Linked DNA regions of Sus scrofa: region 1 is linked to region 2. Evidence: chromatin contacts called from public Hi-C data. All regions are on one chromosome and are shown on one strand. The core of a region is the stretch at or near the end of the contact, and the rest is flanking DNA. Distances in the headings are between cores, read along the strand shown.

What was found. Hi-C and Micro-C count contacts between places; a contact is called where the count stands out from the background.
Region 1: a contact with region 2 is called in a Hi-C map of skeletal muscle, with 2.5 times the contacts expected there. A contact is called at or near these places in 6 of 47 Hi-C or Micro-C datasets (embryonic fibroblasts, liver, psoas muscle and 2 more) and 2 of 2 datasets of targeted methods (alveolar macrophages and skeletal muscle).

The regions. Positions count from the first base shown.
Region 1 is chr5:93,557,783-93,563,303 of Sscrofa11.1, reverse strand. It overlaps the pseudogene LOC100523905. Among named protein-coding and RNA genes, the nearest start is that of DUSP6, 260 kb to the right of the region's middle.
Region 2 is chr5:93,490,971-93,496,655 of Sscrofa11.1, reverse strand. No RefSeq gene overlaps it. Among named protein-coding and RNA genes, the nearest start is that of DUSP6, 190 kb to the right of the region's middle.

The DNA.
Region 1 (5,521 bases), core at 2,289-4,788, 65 kb before region 2:
TCCACTCTAGGAAGTGTGTTTATGGTTTCAGGGGTTACTTTCATAAAGACATCACTGGCAGTCTTATTCAGGCAGAAGTCTAGCTATGGTTCTCGGCACCAGTAAACCTGCCCATTAATCCTTTGAATGCACACAACAAAGGCCAAGAAATGTTTCTCTGGCACTTCCAAGCCATGAGGTTTCTCTCCTAACTATCTATGGTGCATCCTGTCAGATAGTTGCTGCCAGGAATCATTCAGGAGTCATTCCAGTCACTTAAACTCGAGCTCTTTTCATCTTCTCTACTCTTTCTTTTGCAAAAGCCCCTTCTTATCCTGGGTGGCTTTTTCCCCTGCTTTTCTTTCCCCTGCTGCATAAGGAAGTTCCCAGGCTAGGGATCAAACTGGAGCTACCACTGCTGGCCTACACCACAGCAACGCCAGATCCAAGCCACACCTTCAACTCACACTGCTGCTTGCGGCAACACCAGAACTTTAACCTATCTTTTGAGGCCAGGGATTGAACTCACATCCTCATGGATACTAGTCAGGTTCTTAACCTGCTGAGTGATAATGGGAACTGCCAGGTTGGCTTTGAGGGCCTGAGAAACCTTCCTCTTTTTCAGGAGATTTTTCTGGAACCAAAGGAATCTTTTTTCTTTCCTCTTCCTCTGCCATCTTTCCAATGCAGCCACTGTTGCTCATGCACAGCCTCACTGTGCCTTAATTGCCATCATTTAAACGATGACCACATGAGAAGAGACAGAATACCTAGCAGAAATAGATTTTTTCACATTAAACTATCCTTTAAAAATAAAATTCATCTTGGTTATACAAGCCAGTGTTAGAAATTTTACAATATGATTCATTCTGGTAAAAATTACTTTCAAAAATATTGTACCATCTTATCCATAGAAAGTGGCATCAGCTTCTGCCGCATAATAAGAAAGAAAGTGGTAGTAAGTGGCCAGCTTGCAGTTGAGTGCATGCTTTTGGGACAAGCCGGGTTTCTCAGCCCTTTCCTCTTCCTCCTTCTCCCCATCCCCTATGCGGAGACTTATGGGACTTGCTTAGACGCCCTTAGAGCTGTTGTGGGTTTTAAGTTTGCTGACTGATTTTCTGGCATGAGGATTTAGGCAGCGGGGATTACAGACTGGGAATGTGGGCTTATGTTCCCAGGTTCTAAATATCACCAAGTCAGAAAAGAATTGCATTTGTAAAATGAAAGGGAGACTCCTTTTACCTTTTAATAACCCCCTCCACCCTCCCTAGCACCACTTGCAAAAGAAAGAGTGAGAAAGGGGGCAAAGGAACTTATTGGCAAGAGGACTTTCTACTCACTAGGATGTTATAAGTAGCATGAAAGAAGAGTGAATTAAATTTCAGTTGACAGGGCTGAACCCACAAAGGAAAGGGTGGGAAAAAGGCAATAAAGGGTTGTGATGATGCCAATTAAGGATCCAGCAAAAGGGCAGGTTGCCCTCCATCTGTTCGGGTAGTGCTGGCTGAGACATTCCTGGGGAGTGGGGTGGGGGCAGTCATCCTCAGGGAAGCTGACTCAGTGACTCTGCCAGAAATGATGTGTAGGCAGAAGAAGGAATGACAGGGAAGAAAATGTCTCCCCAGAATGTGGTGGTGACACCAGCACTAACTGGCACCTGCAGTCAGAAAAACTCATTCATTCACCTTTTCAAGTGTTGTTTGTGAGGCAGCTCCTCTACATAAATCAGAGCCCCTAAATATGTGTCCTCTTCCAGATTCTTACAACTTCACATTTAGAATCTTCCTACATAGTCCTTGCCTCTAGCCTCTCCCTGTTCCAGCCTATCCTACACATAAAGACCAGGAAAATTCTTCATCTACATGAAAGTGGTTATATACACAGGCTCTGGAATTAGGCTTCCTGGATTCAAAACCTGGCTTCACAACTTATTATCCTGTGACCTTAGGTAAGTTAGCTAACCTCTCTGAGCCCCCACGCGTCAGTCACCTTAGGGTAAGTGGCAGAAACAGATGTCCCCAACATCTTCCTGGTTTTAACAATAACACTCTGTGTCTTGCTCATGTTTGTGTCCACCCTAGGTCTGAGGCTGTGTTCTGTGACCTTCTCACTCTGTGATGGAGGCGAAAGGGGCAGCCTCACCTGGATCATACCAGCCAGTGGCAGAAGGAAACCACCCAGTACCATTAACTTTTGCAGATTCCTCATCTGCAGAATAGCTTTCTCACCCTTTCCTCCTCAATGCCATAATCACTTCCCTCTCAGACACAGATAAATGCCTAGTCCAACAAAGACAAAACATAATTTGCCATCTTCTGCCCAATAATTAAGTTTGATACTCATGTACAGAGTAATGGACTCATCCAGGGAAAATAGGGCTATAAAAAAAAAAAAAAGGTTCTGCTTATATAATGAAACTAAGACATTAAGCCCTTATTGTTACCTTGACATTGAACATGTCACCTCCATCAGAGGAACATTGTGAAGGAAAAACTACGTAAGTGAGTGTGCCCACACATCTTCTCACTCCCAAACACCTTTGTAGTATCTCATCTATTCCATAAAATACAGCAAAATATGTGTCTTGAACGTTACTGCACTTGTGAAGATGATGAGTTAAAGACAATGCTTAATAGAAGAGTGAGCCAGTACCTCAGTCAAGCTAGACTCGCTGTTACAACTATCAACCCCCAAACCCACTGATTTAACACAGTAAATGTCTGTTTCTTGCTCTCATTATGGTCCAGTGTGGATTAGCTGTAAGGGTGGCACAAAGGATCTCATCACAGTGCGATCTGGGTTGGTGAGGACAATGTTGGGGCTGGGAAATCTGTTCCACATTTACACTCAGGGACCCAGGCTCCTTCCATGTGGCCACCTCAACCTCCTGTATGTCCTTGGAGGCCTCTCTATTCAGTAGCTGTGAGATGAGTCAAGAGATCAGAGGATTGCACTTGGGAGGATTTTATGGCCTGGGCCTGAAAAAGAGTCTTACCACTTCCACCTCATTCAATGACCACAATTTTGACACAAGGCTGCATCTACCTGCAAAGGAGGCTGGGAAATATAGTCCACCTCTGAGTCCAAAGGAAGGCAATTTGGGGAGAAAATGAGTCAGTCTGTTCCACAGTAATGTAGGCTCCTTTCCAGCTAAATGACGACTCAGTACAAAAGCCTTAAAGGCAATGATTCAAATATGTGCATTTACAGCATCACGAATTACGACATGTTCTGTATGTTTGGCCTTATGTGCATATGTCTTTGGAAATGACGGTCTGCCTTACTGCTATAAAAAGCCATTCCGACACGAATTGCTGAATCACTATGTGAAACCCAGGAGTCTGATCCCTGGATTAGGCTGCTTATAAGCTAACAGGTAGAAGAGAAAAGCCATTCAAATTCTTACCCACAGAATAAACACACAGACACCGAACACCATCAGACTATGCTTTGTGCAAACACGCAAGCTCCTCCCACAGAGGCTGACATAATGGAGGGGGGAAGGAAGAGAAGAGAGAAAGGATATGTACACAAGGAATTGAACCAAATCAAATGTTTTGCGATATGCTTGACTACTTGCCCTGATAAGGAGCAAGATGAATTCTTCAGATTGGCCTGGCCTCCCAGTCAATACTTGTTCAAAAATTGTCAAGCCCAAGACAGATGACATCATGGAGGGCAAATGAAGATCATTTCCTTGTGCAGGGATTGGTGCTTGGGTTTTGTTTATACCCCAGCGGCCTGGGCCTCGTTGGAAGTAACCAGATATTGTAGGTTTGAAAGAGGCTTTCCATTTGCATCACTGGGCAGTGAGTGCAGCCAACAGGAAGCCCAGTGATTCAGATAACTTGTTGTAATTGAAATCAATACCGACACAAGCAAAACGGCCTGAAATGGCCGTGCTGTGCTCTGACGGAAGATTTTCACATTCCCTGCCAATGACAACCGATATCAAGAAGGAACTGTCAGCTTCAATGGTGAGACATAGTGCTTTCCAAGAGGAAAGAAAAAGGTTTTGGACCCGTGACCGTTTTCAATAAGGAAAAGAAAGAAACTGTACTTCAGCTCTCTATTAGGTTTCACTCACGGATTCCAGTTCAATTCCAATTTGAGTTTCTGGGAAATGGAAAGAGACAGTTGGCCACCCTGCTCCCTTTCCTGCCAATTCTGTGTTCTTTCTTTTCCACTCTCACCCAGACTGGGTTCTGGTGAAGGAGAGAATAATTACTACTTAATGTTTATTGAGTATCTTCAGGTTCAGGACCACGTTTTCGTCCAGGGACCAGCAAAGTTTGTCTATAAAAGGCCAGGAGCTCCCATCATGGCACAGCGGAAACGAATCTGACTAGGAACCATGAGGTTGCAGGTTTGATCCCTGGCCTTGCTCAGTGGGTTAAGGATCCAGCGTTGCCGTGAGCTGTGGTGTAAGTCACAGCCGTGGCTCGGATCTGGCGTTTCTGTGGCTCCAGCGTAGGCCAGCGACTGCAGCTCCAATTGAACCCCTAGCCTGGGAACCTCCATATGCTGTGGGTGCAGGCCTAAAAAAGACAAAAGACGAAAATAAATAAATAAATAAAACATAAAAATAAATAAAAGGCCAGATCATAAATATATTAGGCTTTTTGAGCCATGCCATCTTGATTGTGACTGTTCAGTTCTGCTGATGTTCTGTGGACATATAAACAATACGTAATAAATGAATGTCCCACATTCCATTAAAACTTTATCTGGAAAATAAGCAGCAGGCCACATTTGGCCTATGGACCATAGTTTAGAGACACTGTTCTAGAATTTACATTTACTGATCTTTCTAGGGAGCGTATGACTATTCTTCTTTTACAGATAGAGTTGACCACTCCCCACAGCTTCCCCGCAGTTATGGGTGAAGCTGTGTCTAACGCCCAAAGCAGCCTGTGATTTTTCTATGTGCCACTCTGAGGAAGGCAGTCAGGAAGCCTGAGCAATAGCAGAAGCTATACTTCTGAGCCTGCTTACAAGTCGTAGCTGCTAGTTTAAAGAGTTACCCAACTCTTCTCTCTTGGTGCGCCAGTGTTGACCTAACCAAGTTTTTCATGATGTGAGATAGGTAAAGAGTCAGATGCTACCAGAAATAGGCACTGTCAGAGCATGTAACCCCCTTAAAAAATGTCTGTTTCCCACGGCCCCTAGAGCGTCCACTCCAATGCCAGATTTGAAGGGTGTTTAAGCATTAATTTGGTATCGCACAAATGCAATATTTATAAGCATCCCTGTGTTTAATGTCCACCACAAGGATGGGAAGGGAGGATGTCTATATCCCAGAGCCTTGCACAGAACCTGATGCATAGAAAGTTCTCAGGAAATGTTTGTGTCATGTCTTCATGTAATAAAACATTTATTATAAATGAAAATGTAATTATTATACATTATTATGATTATATATTTATTATGGTCAGTGTATATTATTATAATTGCATATAATTTTATTACGTGTAATTATGATTACATATTATAAGGTATAAATAAATTAAAAGTTTTTACATGTGATGGAATCAAAGGAAGG
Region 2 (5,685 bases), core at 661-3,160:
ATCAAAAGATACTGAATATGTTCCCTGTGCTATATGGTAGGATCTTTTTTGTGTGTGTTGGGAATTTGAATCATTGGATTTGAATTTTGGATTTTTACCTAATAAATAACTTTGAATCAGTCACTTAGCTTTTCAGGAATTCCATTTCCTTATTTGTTAATGAAGTAATGGAATGATATGTTCTCCAAGCCTCACAAATTCTATCACTTCTGGACATGATTAACTCTATTATCCTTGATTTTCATCATTTTGCTTCCTGAGCATCATGACCTTTCTGGTGCCGACCTGATGATGGGCCTTTCCCAGCATTCTCTTTCTCTGCCTAGGAGCAGTACTTGGAGGAAAATTAATAAAAGATATATGTCGTTCTCCACCCCAAGTCAATAGTCCAGGAGTGCATCCCAGCTTAAATCAAAACTAGTAAAATCCACTGGATATCTGAAAGGCTAGTGTAGTATTTAAACTATATTGGGAATTACCAATATCCTGGAAGTATGTACAAGTTACTTATATGTGTCTTTTATATTATTGATGTTTCTGATCACACATAAGACTTGAATATTGACAGCTATATTTTGACACTTTAAGACACTCTGTGTGTGTTGTGTAAATTAAATGCTTTAATCTACTTTCAAAACTTGAGAATTGAGACTCATTGACATTCAGCTAAGACTGAGGCAGGTGGTACTTACACTTGGGAAAACCACAAAATTCCACCCCTTAATAGTGTGGAAACATTGCAACACTGGCATAAGATTGTTCCATTCTGTGAATTTGGGAATTACAGGGAGATTAAAAAAAAAAAAAGTCTTTTGTGTAATTGAAGTTTGTGTGAAAGAAAGGAGGGCTTGGCCTACCTCTGAAGCAGTAGGAACCAAGAGTTAATGAGTTAATAAATTTGCTGAAGATAGAAATGCAAACACTTTGCAGAGCTATAAAATAATAAATTCATAAAGAAGGTACAGCAAAAATGTGTGTTCCTTATGGAAGGGACTGTATCTTCCTTCCTATCACCTGTCTTGGCAGAGAGTAGCTACTTAGTGAAAGATTGAATGAATGAAGGTTGAGAATATTTTAGCTCTTTGTATATAATCACAAAACCCCACAATATTTTAGCTATGTGTTTCAAACAAGAGCAAGTTACTTTATTTTTAATGAGCCTGAAACATAGTATCTTCCTTCAAATTTTTGCAGTGCCACTGGAGTAAGCATGAAAATTTCATGCATTTTTCATTATGTTGAACCTTGTGAAATGACAAATATTCGCTACTGATGGCCTACAAAAATGGTAAATTCGAATGGTCCAACCTTTTTTCTTTTTCTTTTTGTCTGGGAGATATCAACTACATTTTAAAAATTGATTAAACACGCATTCTTTCTGCCTCACAAAGAATTAAAGCTGGCATTAGAAGAGAAGGGGCCAATCTACATTATCAAGACTCCCCACCTTAAATCATGTGATTGCCAGTTATCTACAGGGGTGATTTCAGAACATAGATCTTCTTTCTTTAAAAAAAATAAATGAAGCATAATGTTGTTCCAGAGACATCAGAAGAAAACGCTTAGAAGAGAGTCTTAAAAATAGAAGGTTTTAAAATTAGGTGGTGATGATGGTTGCATTACTCAGTGGATAAACTAAAAACTATTGAACTGTACACTTGGAAATTTGAATTTATGGTATATTACATTTCAAAAATTAAAAAAAAAAAAACCAGAAGAGACTAGGCTCCAGAGAATGGAAATACAAATGCACTAGGTGAACCATTCTGTGGCTGAGAAGGAGGAGGAGGAGAGAGCATGAAGCCAAACCCCAGACATCTGCGTGGTTGCAAGCCAACCTTCACAGTGTCCTCTCTGCGAAGATTGTGTGTCGCAGCTCACACACTTGCCAAGTCATGAAAGTAAATATACATGCAGTATTAATAGCCTCTGGTATTTTCAGCGTGATGCTTGGATTCTGGAAAGGGATCCCCTCAACAGTTCTAAACTGATGCATGATGAGAACTGTCATCTTTGCAAAATGCCATTTGAGTCCTTGTGGGAAGGATCTTTCTCAAATTTGCTTGTCCAGTCAAGCTCAGATGGCTAGTTCTAGGACATTAGAAAAAATGTGGAGTTACTTATAAGCAATGATTTTTAATCTGGAGGAAGAAAAGGTCAGGAATCCCAGATAAAAGGCCAGAAAACTCAGGAAAAAGGAATGTATGTACAGACCCAGTTTTGTATACAACATCAAGGGCCCCAAAGGTAATCCTTGGTCTGTGTCTCTGCCTTGTAGAGCATGTCCCCACTGCATTCTATTATATTCGTGAAACTGAACATTGAAAACCAAATACTAGGAGCTCTAAAGAGGCCATCCTTTCTCTCTTTTTGGCTGCACCCGTGGCATGCAAAAGTTCCCAGGCCAGGTGGCCCAAACTGTAGAGGTAACCAGAGCCACAGCAGTGACAATGTTAGACCCTTAGCCCACTAAGCCACCAGAAAACGCCTATCCTTTTCTTCTTTGTTGTCACAAACACTAATTCTTTAACTTCTTGACTAGCACCTATAGCATCTTCTGATGGGAGGTAAAGGGCACTAGGCAATGGGGGAAACCCCAGTGGATTGAGATCAGAGCTACCTTGTGTTTTTCTCATGTTTGGCTTCTTGCCAGGTTTTTTTTTTTTTTCTTCTTCCCCCATGTCATCACACACAATATTATCCTTTCATTAGTATATTTTTGCCACTGCATTTTACCCCAGTACCCTGACAGGCATATATATTTTTAAAATTAGTTAGGGGCCCCATTTTCAATAATAGCCATTTCTAGCAGTTATCACTAACAATTATAATCTGTAGCCGAAGACTCTGAAGAGACCAAGAGTTCAGTCATGTCCTACCACTTGTCTTAACTGGCCCTGACCATGCTGAGTAAGAATCTCAAGGCAAGATTTTGGTGTACTTTTAAAACGTATCTTTTTCAAAGGGATGGGGTCAGAAGTGGCCAGAATTTATTAAGCACCCATGTATTTTCAGCATTGTATGTAAATGCCATGGAGAACACAAAGGAAAACTAACTGCTTCCTTCAGAGACTTTCACTCCCCAGTTGACAAATGTAAAGTGACGAAAGAATGGAAGGACAGTTGGTTCTAAGCACTCACATTGATAAATGAGAAAAGGGAAGAATGTTTCAAACACAGAAGAGAAGTGTTTTATATTCCACTATTTGACTTGCAGATACTAAAAACCGAGAACTTCATAAACACTGGAATGAAAGTGGTGAATGAAATACCACAGTTTGAGATGGGGAGCATGTGTCCACAGTTAGCAAAAAGCATTTATTTTCTGGTACTCTGATAATTCCATGCTATAAAGTATGTACTTAAAACATTAAGAAGTCATGGCGCTTGTACCTAAGTTACCCTGCGATCTATGTCTCTCTCCCAATTGATGAAAAAGAAAAAGTTGCATTCTTTTTTTCTCCCAGAAGTTCCAACAGGAAGTGTCAAAGGAGAAATCTGTTTCTGCAAGATTCTCAACCAGAAACAGAAGCATTTCCATCAAAAATGTAGCAAGCAGAACTGTTCTCCTGAGATTTCTAACCTAATTAGTCAGGTGAAAACATCTTTCAGATATTCCTTTGCTCATGTGTTTGGAGATGATTAAAAAAAATTGCTGAATGTATTTTCTCCTTCACTATCTATGGAGCTCAGGCTGTGTCACTTGAGGTAAAAGGAAATTGACTAAAACAAATTTGCAGGTCATTTAGAAAGAGAACAGGGCTGGCATGAAAATAAAGGAGCCGGGACCAATTCTCAGAGATTCACAATCAATTCTCATTTAATTTATAATAATGCCTAGTGGTTTTTGTCCCTAAACTAAATTGAGATAAGACTAAGTGGGTATTTATAAGAATGAATGAAGTTAGTTGAATCAAACAGGATTTTATGGAAGGGGATTTTTGTGTGTTGATAACTCAATCCCAGATCACAGTCAATCAATGACGTTACATGAAGGAGAAACACTTTGAATCCAGTGTGCATTTTGCCATAGCTGCCAGCCCTGAACTGCCCTCCGTTCAGGCCCATCTTAGCACAGGAGGCATTAGATAGTCATGTGCCACGGATGATGGGCTCGGAGTGTGTGGATGTGGATGCGTTTTAGTTTTTATCGCGGCACATAACATTCACATAGAAAAGTACTTAAAATGTACACATACTCTTGGACAGTTATTTAGACAAATGGTTTAATCCAGGTCAAGAAACAGAACAGCATAAGCACCCCACAGAGTACCCTCTCCCTAGAGATAAACACTATTTGTATTTGTGTTCATCATCTTCTTGCTTTTCTTTATAGTGCGACTACTTATATGTGCATTCCTGAACAATAGAGTTTAGTTTTGTGTGGTATTGAATTTCATAGGAACAGAATCGTAATGTAGGCATTTTTATGCCATAATTTCTTTGTTTAAGCTTACAATTGTGACAGCTTGCACAGTTTCTGGGTATTGCCTGTAGCTGTCATCTATTCATTTACATTACTGTTTGGTATTCCAATTTATTTTTCCATCATAAAAAAAAAAATCCTGCAAGCATTTCTTAATCCTGCAAGCATTTCTTAAAGGTATTTTTGTGGAATTTCTGGGTCATATGGTATACATATTTTCAGCTTTCCTTAGTAATACCAAGCTTCCTTTCAATGTGATTTTACATCTTAATTTTAGCCAGTCTGGTCAGTAGGTCACCACTGTTTCAATTTTCATTTTTCTAACTGCTAATGAGGTTAAGCCCCTTTTCCATGTCTAATGCCTCCACCATGTCTTAATTTAATAATCAATGTCTCACCGACTGGGATTTTTTGTGTGCCGCATTCCACATACAGCAAGTACCTGGACCATTTTCCAGTCAATTTGGGATGGTTTCATCTGAGTGATTATAAACCTGTCATTAGCAACTCTGCTTCAGTTCTCATCAGTCATGGAAACAGCCTGCAGAAGTTGGAATTTTGTTAAATCTACCGCTTCATGTTACAAAGCAACATTTTAAAATCTCAGCCTATATTTGGCCCTTAAGTCAATCGTGGTGAAGTTGTACAGGCTAAAAGATGAAACTTGAACTCTTTCTGCCACAAAAAGAAGCCTGTTTGGTACAGAAATTGAGGACTGGAGATCCATCAGTGCAGGGCATTATGAGAGGAGCTTATTGAATTGGTCTGTTTTCTGAGTGGAATTACAGACTTTGATATTTAGGGTAACACTATGATTCTCTCTTCTAACTGCAAGAACCCTAGAATTTCAAAGTATGAAAGTTGCGACATGCTGTTATGTTTCTTGGAGAGGCATTCACTAACTATGCCTCTCATGTCTCTCAGTGGCGAAGAGTAGCTACACGCTCAGTGCTAAAGAATATTTTCTCCAAGAGTCTGCATTTGTCAAGAAGGCATCCTGCTCTGAATAACCTTGGGTGTGCAGAGCAGAGAATCTTCCTATGCCTGGCATTTATCTTTTAATTCTCTTAGATCACTTAGTTTGTTGTCCTAGTCTCTCAATTTTCATTGTCTTTCTATTACAAATCAAAAAGAAAATATTTTAAGCAAAAGCTGGAAAATATTCTTCTAAAGCACATTTTAGACTGCTAATTTTGATGGATATAAACTTAAGCTTTTTAATGTTTTCTCCAATTTCATAATAGACACCCATCTTCTAC